2 separate regions of the Xenopus laevis genome follow, and region 2 is linked to region 1. A link is a contact called in public Hi-C data. All regions are on one chromosome and are shown on one strand. The core of a region is the stretch at or near the end of the contact, and the rest is flanking DNA. Distances in the headings are between cores, read along the strand shown. Region 1 holds the start of LOC108718775 (MAGUK p55 subfamily member 7). Region 2 overlaps LOC108718775 (MAGUK p55 subfamily member 7).

What was found. A called contact is a pair of places that touch in the nucleus more often than the background predicts.
Region 2: a Hi-C map of the XL177 cell line shows a contact between it and region 1, with 4 times the contacts expected there. The contact joins the enhancer-like site here to the promoter of LOC108718775 in region 1. A contact is called at or near these places in 2 of 4 Hi-C or Micro-C datasets (the XL177 cell line and animal cap).

The regions. Positions count from the first base shown.
Region 1 is chr6L:23,507,926-23,512,612 of Xenopus_laevis_v10.1, forward strand. It overlaps LOC108718775 (MAGUK p55 subfamily member 7), which reads left to right and starts at 1,501. Exons shown (of 22, transcript XM_041565833.1): 1 at 1,501-1,698.
Region 2 is chr6L:23,559,628-23,563,965 of Xenopus_laevis_v10.1, forward strand. All of the region lies in intron 3 of LOC108718775 (MAGUK p55 subfamily member 7), which reads left to right. Among protein-coding and RNA genes, the nearest start is that of LOC108718775, 52 kb to the left of the region's middle. Within about 2 kb of position 2,499, at least 1 of the 7 cell types and tissues checked has an H3K27ac peak or open chromatin away from gene starts, as enhancers often do.

The DNA.
Region 1 (4,687 bases), core at 251-2,750:
GATCTGGTTACCTTCCCATTGGTCTGTTGTTAGGCTGCTGGGGGGGGGGAGGAGGGGGGTGATATCACCCCAACTTGCAGTACAGCAGTAAAGAGTGACTGAAGTTTATCAGAGCACAAGTGACATGACTGGGGGCAGCTGGGTAACTGACTATATATCTAGCCTCATATCAGTGTCCTTATCGGCACCCAAAATCCAGAACCAATGCTAGGCTCCCTGGTCTCAGCTCTTGCTTCTGCCTTTAACAGCTTCACTTCGGGAGGAACCCTCGCCTAATTGGATGCCACCAGGTGTTATAAAGAGAGGAGACAAGCTAAGGGTTCTGGACGAGCAGAGGGGCACGGGTCGGAATACAGATTTCAGAATAGTCGGTTACTAGGCAGGGGTCAGGATCACGGAAGTCAGATTAGTCAGGCAGGCAGGGGTCAAAACAAGAATCAGATACAAGACAATAACAGGAACGCACCCAGGAACTCACAAAGACGAACTAAATAACGGGCAATGAACGCAGTACTGAAGTCCCTTTAAATACCCTTAGAATTTTGCTGTAGTGTTGTGAAATATCTCTCAGATATCTGGCTGCGCGTCCTGCGCCAGAGCCCGCCCCCCTCTAGTTTTAGGTACTTGTACATCTTATCATCTGTGGGCCGTGGATTGAGCTGTACCTAGGGTTGCCACCTGGCCGGTATTTTACTGGCCTGGCTGGTAAAAATGTTGCTTGATGCCAACGTTATTTATAGGAAAAAAACCACAAAATTATAGGAAGAGCTGTATTTTTTTCCAGAAAAGCTGGCAACCCTAGTTGTACCCAGTTTTGCACCAAGGCTAATAGGGGTCCACTTTTCCCTATAGGATAAACGCTGGTAAACGCTAAAATGTTATTTAATACCACTCCACATTACCAGTACCGGTTGATAATACACAAAAGCCATAAATATCTTGTAAATGATATCCTTATAAACGGTGAGTTCTAATGTCATCTAATGTCATCAGTTATAGTTCTGATGTCATTTCTGTCACATGACTCACTAAAACTTGTGTATTATAATAAATAAAGTCTCACCAGTTGCAAAATATGAGGATATTAGAAGTCACCTCGGAGTTCCATGACCTGTATAAAAACACTCAGCCTTCAGCCTCATGTTTTATATGGTCATGAAACTCCTCGGTAACTTATAATATCCTAATATTTTACAAGATGGGGTACTTTATTCACTGTATTATCTATACTCATGTGATATCACTGAATGTCGTGCTTTCCCTTTGAAATTGTTTATTTCCCGGTATTGTGTGACGCAGAACTACGAATACACGTTTATTTCGTCACAATATTACGCGATTGAGGCGTGGTATCATCACCCGGGCACCAGGTGAAACCTGACCTGCTCCCACACACCTAGACCTTGCAACTCAGCTTTAGATGGTTCTGTAACCAGAGAACATAGGCAAGGGCGCCGTGACGTTGCGAGTGGGCGTGGCCTTGGAGACCAGCGAGTAGCGCAGTACAGAGGGTGCGGCCTTGAGTAAAGGGCGTGTTGTTGTTGGCGGTGACACGACAGGTGGGCGGAACAGAGGGAGTGACGCTGCGTGTGTGTTGGTGTCCGTGTGAGCTGCGGTTTGTGATTGTGTTCTGTCGCGGGCTCCTGGCTGGGGATTGGCGGCGCTCGGTGGAATCTGGCTTCCCGATGAGTTAACGAGGTTGCGGCTTATAAAGGGGCAGGGGTGAAAGTGTCAGGTTCTCTGTATCCCGGGGAGTATAGAGGCGTGAGGGATCGATTACCTTATCTCAACCCTGTGTCTGCTTCACATTCATTTCAATGTAATGGCTCATACATTCTGTGCATCGCTGCTACACTACAGACAGCACGGGGCAGCTCGTTATGGACAATAATTCATGTTAATAGCCCTACAGGCTGCATAGGAATAGCACAGCCATGGGATCTGTTATCCGGAATCATTGTTACCTGGCCTTCCGGATAAGGGGGAATTCCATGATTGGGAAGAGCATGCTTTAAGAAAATGGCATTGTAGTATTTATCGATAATGGGTTTATGTTTAACAGATCCCATGCCTGTGCTATATAACAAAAGCCATGAAGATCCTGTAAATTAAATCCCTTTAAACAGTTCTTAGTGATGTCATCAGTTATAAGTGATGTTTTACAATATCCTTTATACTTTACTTCATTTACTATATATAGCCTCCAATTTACAGGATATTACATTAGCTCTCAACTATATAGTACTTGTACAGTAGGGATTATAATAATAATAAAGTACAGTTATTATATCAGCAGTACATTCCTCATACAGTATGGGCAACAGTAATGATATCACTTGTATACGTTATAGTAATGCTACCAACTATACATGTCTTATAGGTTTTGATAAGAACTCCCTTAGTTTGCTTTATATAGTTTAGATTACATAATGTTTATATAGCCATGGGTTCTGTTATCAGGAAAAGGTCCGAATAATGGGAAGGCCATCTCCCATAGATTTAATTTTATCCAAATAATCCAAATTTTCAAAAATGATTTCCTTTTTATCTGTAATAATAAAACAGTAGCTTGTACTTGATCCCAACTAGGATATAATTAATCCTTATTGGAAGCAAAATCAGCCTATCGGGTTTATTTAATGTTTAATTGATTTTTCTTTTTTAGTCGTATGAAGATCAGAATTACAGAAAAGTTCCATTATCTGGAAAACCCCAGGTCACAAGCATTCTGAATAACCGTTCCCATAGCTGTAATCATTATCTGCTGTATATACAACACACAAACAACAATCCTATCAGCCATGTTTGCCTCATAATGTTTGGATCGTCATATCTGATTGTATGTGTTTACAATCTATATAATAACACTGCTTTGTCTTGTACAATTTGCCTCGTCTAATGTATGTGTCTAATACAGAATGGATAATAATGCTACCATTCATATAGGCCTTTAACGGTTTGGCTAAGGATGTTGCCTGTATATGTCTCATACTGTATGTATAATAGTAATAGTAGCATCTGTACAGGGTTTTATACAGTCTGCGTAATATTAATGCTCTGAGCTATAATGCTCTAATGCACTATGGATAATAATACTCTCAGCACTTCTAAAATATCCTATCACAATATCCTATTGATAATAATATTGATAATAATAATAATAATAGCTACAGCATTGCTTGGGTAATAACACTAGAGAGGTCTCATGCAGTTAGAATAATACTGTATTGCTGCTGCCTATATATCATACAGAATATAGTGACAACAGCCCTAATGTTCTCATGCAGTTTTGATGGTGATCCTTATCAGCCTCACTTGTTTCATACCATTTAGAAAATGACAGTGCTTCCAGTCATACCTCAATGAGTATTGTGTTATAGTATTTGCTTTAAAGGTCTTATACAGTGTGATATAGGTCTCATACAATGTTTATAATAACGTTATTGGCTGTACAGGTCTCATATAGTGTTTAGAAAAACGAGCTCAAATCAGAAAATACTCCAGGTCATGTAGAAGTCAATGGTAGAGGTCATTTCAACCATCTTAAGATGTTTGTAGCCTTCATGATGTACGGGGGTTTTTTTCGGTGGGTTTCGCTCGAATAATTTGAGCGATATCTAGGTTTTTTTTAGCAGAAAACTCAATTAATACAAGTTTTTCACCGCAAATTTACCGATTCAATTCTTTACAATTGAGTTTTTTTATATGCATTAAAAAACGTTTGAGTTGTGAGTTCATTTGAGGTATAAAAAACCTCTAAAACGTGACCTTTGATAAATAACCCCCTTAATGTTTACATGGTTTTCTAGTAGACATAAGGTATGATGATCCTAATTGCAGAAAGATCTGTTATTCGGAAAAACCCCCATGAGCATTCTGGATAACAGACCCCATACCTGTAAATCCATATCCTACCATATCATGTGTTTATGATAATTATAAATCCCACTCTTTCTACCCAAAACTTTTTCTCTGTGAGTCCTAGAATTGTTGCACCTTAAGGTGGCCGTAGACGTAACAATTACGATCTTTCTTGGAAACGATCTTTCCAAGAAAGATCGTTCGTTTCAATACACACGTGTAGAGCTGAATCGTCAGATATACAGATAGAAACAATAGAATTCTACGATTCATCACTAACAATGGCCGATGTTCAGGTCCCTTCAAGGCACCCGATCAAAATTTTCCATCCAGCCCGATCGACGAGCCGACCAATATCCAAGTCTTCTGCCGATATCGGTCGGCTCTTTTTCCATCATACATGCACCGAATATCGTACAAAAAATTTGTTTCTCACGATATTATCTGTGCGTCTATGGCCACCTTAAGTCTGTATTAATAAATAACTTACCGAAACTCCACTTGCACTCCTCTTCAGAAAAGGCGATCTATGGATCCATCTCGCAGCGCTCGATTTCTCCTCCCTGCCTTCCTTATAGGAGATAGCCAGGGAGTGCCGCATGATGGATCATCGCCCTATCGCCCTTTTCTGAAGAGGACACAAGCAGAGTTTTGGTAAGTTATTTCTTAATAAAGACTTAGCGATTTAAAAGTTTAATTAGTCTTTGTGGTTTTTTTTCAGTCTATACTAATGAATTTTAGAGAAAAAAAATTGATGTTACTGGTCCTTTAAAAGGCAGCTGTGTTTGAGCAATATGAGTTCATGTAAGGTTAATGCTAAGGATAG
Region 2 (4,338 bases), core at 1,249-3,748, 53 kb after region 1:
AATTAATATGTTTGATGGTCACCTTCAGCAATTGAAGAATAGTATCTATAACTTGTATCATGCTTACTGAAATTTGGTGAGGGGTCAGAGAAGGCCCCTGCCAGTCCACCTGTAGATGGAGGTCCATTAAAAATCAAATGTTCGTAGTATTCGAGCTTTTTGAAAACGAGATTAAAAGAGAAGAAAAGTTTGTCTAACTTGAAGATGCCAACCGTTCGGCACCCCCAAGTGATCGCACATACCTGAAACACAGGGCTGGTGCTCCTATCAGCAGAAAACTGCTCCAGCCCTGGATTCTTACAGCGAGCACCACGGAGCAATTTTCTTTTGGTTTCTTCTTTTTTCTCGCTGCTGCCCAAAAAAAAACAAAAGTGCACCAGTTCTGGGTTAATTTCCAGAGTGAATTGCCATTATTTTTAACCCAATGAATGCAAAGTAGATCATTGGTCACAAATTGACCATTTCATGCAGGACTTTTCCCTGTCAATGGTAATCACTTTCTCATTCCTATCCACCCATCTCATAATCTTTCAAGCCAGGCCCTTTAGAGAGACTCACTCATATACTGACCACAAAAAGCCACGTTTGTGGACATTGCCATTGTGTTCAAGCTCAGTCTTTTATGCATAGGTATTAGGGTTGTTAAACTTCAGGCTGGTGTTGAGCAGGAGTTCCATTCTCAAGGTTCGACTTGGCACTTGACCTAAAATACATAGGTCCCATACCTGTAAAGGTGGGGAATTTGTTATCCAGAATGGCCAGCACTGGGGGTTTTCCATATAAGGAATGTTTCTGTAATTTGGATCTCCATAGCTTAAGTCTATTACAAAAAATGATTTAAACATTAAATAAACCCAATAGGTTTTGCCTCCAGTTAGGATTAATTGTATCTTAGTTTGGATCAAGTGCAAGTTACTGTTTTATTATTAGAGAAAAAGGAGATACTTTTTGAAAACTTGAATTATTTCATTAAAACGGACTCTATGGCCTTACCCTAATTAGGAACTTTCTGCATAACGAGTTTCCAGATAACAGATCCGGTGCCTGTATATCTGTTTATTCATCAGCCACAAAGCTTGTTTCTTTATCTAAATAATCTGAAAGAATAATTATATTTACTATATTTGTGCGTTGTACCTGTCAATGACAAATTAGGAAATCATACTGGCTATTATGATACTGACAAAAACAGGGGTGACTCCTAAGTCACCTGTTAAGTAATTTCTGGAATTGTATTTATAATGAAGTATAAACACTGGCCCAGGCTATTCCCTTAAACATTATTACTTATCAGCATGGTGATCACATACAGTTGCTTTCCACTAGGAAAATACAGGTATGGGATCTGTTATCTGGAAACACGTTATCCAGAACGTTCCTTATTCGGAAAAACCCAGGTCTCGAGCATTCTGGATAACCAGCCTATACCTGTACTGGGAGATGAATTTGGTACCAGGTGAAATGCAAGTCTGGTTACTGAGCTGAATATATGTAATGTGTTTATAAAATGTATTGTGTTACTAAATCCATGTCTTTCAAATGATTGCTTCAACAAGGAGCTATGTATGTAAATATGTATACACAGTAGGTCTGTATGTTGAGTTATCATTCAATGCTGGGAGTTGTTGTAGAGCTAAAGGCATTCTTGGCTTGCACTTCAGGATATGTTGGTTCCTTTCACTAAATGACAACAAAGCCCATATAAACGCTGTAATACTATACATCCAATGCAAATAGAGGCTTACACAGACTGTCCCTTTATGTTGGGGACAAAGAAATAACAAACCCATGCCCATACTATAATAGGAGATTGTCTTCTAAAGAATTTACGGAGTGGGCAATCCCTCTCCTGCCATAAAACGGAAATAACAATTTAGCAATTAACAACATTGTTTGGCCTAGTTTCCTCAACAAGTCCTAATGACACCAAAGTAGTGTCAATCTCATTAGGGTCTATCTCAGAGAATTATGTTGGTGCAACGATTGTGTGCTGATGAATCTGTACTTCCCCTTTATCCGTTCCTGAGGTTCCATTCTGATTGCACTTCACTGTAGTATTTTGTCTGCATCATGTGTAATATACAGGAATAAAGCTTGAAATGCACAAATCCAAGATTTTATAAAACCCATATGAAATGTGAGGTTTACAGATTACAGAGTGCTAAATCTAAAGCAAAGCCTCAAGGACAGTGGGAAGGTTACATTACAGAAATTAAATTACAGAAGTGCATCAGAGACTTGGACGCGCATCCCAAGGTCTTGGTCATAATTATATAGGAGCACATCAGCTCGGACATGGTATAGTTATAACATAATAAAAGACAGAAGTACAGTCTCTGTAATTTAGATCTCACATTAAATAATAATATCACATTATATCTCACATTATTAATAGTAATAAAGGATTTTATGCTGATCATTTGTGGATATTTCCTTACCTGAATGCCAGCCCATGCAATTGCTACAGGTCCACCAGAAATTTAAAGCATTTGATCCCTTTTTGGTAGAATGTCATTGTTCAGGGCTAAGCCACACTGTAAGGCAGTGGTTCCCAAACTGTTGGACTTGGAGCAGTGGCAAGGGTTGAGGATGAAGACCAGTTAGTGTGAGATTTGGGGAGAATGTCTAATTTTTGTATTAGAGATAGCTGAAACTCAGCTGGAAGGTCAATTTTGGAAAAAAATTGAGGTTAACACTTGTTTCCTGCCCAGGATATTTCTGGAACTATGTATAAATGAAACCAGTGCTGTGGGGAGCTGAGATTTGGTGGATTTAATATCTAGACACTTGACCTTGGAGGCATCTTCATGAACTATACCCACATTAAGGAAATATACAGATTGCTAAACTGATATTTTATTATTAAAACAAATTACAACCTACATCAGGGTTACAAAGAACTGATGCAAAGTCTGAGCCAATGACAAAGCCACAGAGCAACCCCTCTCTTCTCATAACAAACATCACTAGTTTTAGGTTTTTGCCTGTTGAACTCTTGAGCTCTTGTTCTTTCTCAGCATTTGTGCACTTGCTAACTGCTCTCAATAATAAATAGTAATGGTTGCCCATCGATCTCTTGGAGGCTTTATGGCTCGCTCTTCTTTGTGGAAATCTTCCAGTGTCTTTACATATTGTACATGTTGTGCTCAGTGAACGGTGGCCAAGATTCTGCTGACAGATGGCAGCTTTAATACCTTTGCTGCTTCCCTGCTCTCCTAATGAGCAGCATTTATGGAAGTGGGGAAAAGACATTGTGGGAAGCAGCTCTTACTTCTTTCTGTTCTTCACTCTGAGCCATGACCTTGCATATTCATTGTCCGATAAAAGGCTCTTCCAAGAGAAACAAATATATGTCAAACCACCTGTGCTCTTGAATGTAGACACCATTAACTAAATCAAAGATGATACTGAGTAAATATTTTTAAAATTGTTCACAATGAGCCCAGGCAGGACACATGATGGAGTCTTTGGCTCATCTGAAGCTTGGATTGCTGGGTATCATGTGGGCATAGATTTTCAGGAGATTGTTGGGCATTACCACCAGTGTCAGACTGGCCCACAGGGATACCAGGAAAACTCCCGGTGGGCCCAGTTGTTAATGGCCCTCTTACTTCTAACCATTTAGTGAGGAGAGGAGAAATAATAGTTTGGAACAGTGTTGTAACTAGATGTTACTGGGCCTGAAACCAAATTAATTTTAGGGCCTCCAACATAACTAGAGGTTGTCCATTGTTTACCAATATACCAATATTTTTTTTACCAATATATGTTGAAATTGCTTATTATTTAAGGCCCTTATGAGGTCCCTATACCTCCTGTGGCCCCCTCCAACCGCAGGGTCTGCTTCCTCTGTAGTTACACCCCTGATTTAGAAAGTGGGCCCACGGTCTAAGGTTTTCTGGTGGCCCCTGGCATTCCAGTCTGACACTGATTACCACCATGACCCCACTCTTGTACTGCACCTTGTGCCCCATTCCATGCCCTTAAAATCTGCTCTCTGCCCGCCTATCTCTTTTAATTGCAGTCCCTCTGCCATGGGGTGATTCCTGCTGAGTTTAGAGCCATAGGAAGTTCACTGGGATTCAAACCTAGTATCTGGGGTTTCTTAAATTATAACCACATAAATACTGCAGCACCCCATTTCAATGGGAAATTGTGCTTTATTAGGTCAAGGAATAAGTGGCAATAGTTTGGGCCCCTACTAGCGGTTTCTCAAGCTTGCCTGGTTATGCATGACAATAGCTACTTAAAGAAGTTGTGTACCACCATATTACGTGTACCATATTGTACATGTTGTGATCAGAGAATGGGGCCTAGGATTCTGATGCTTTGCACCAA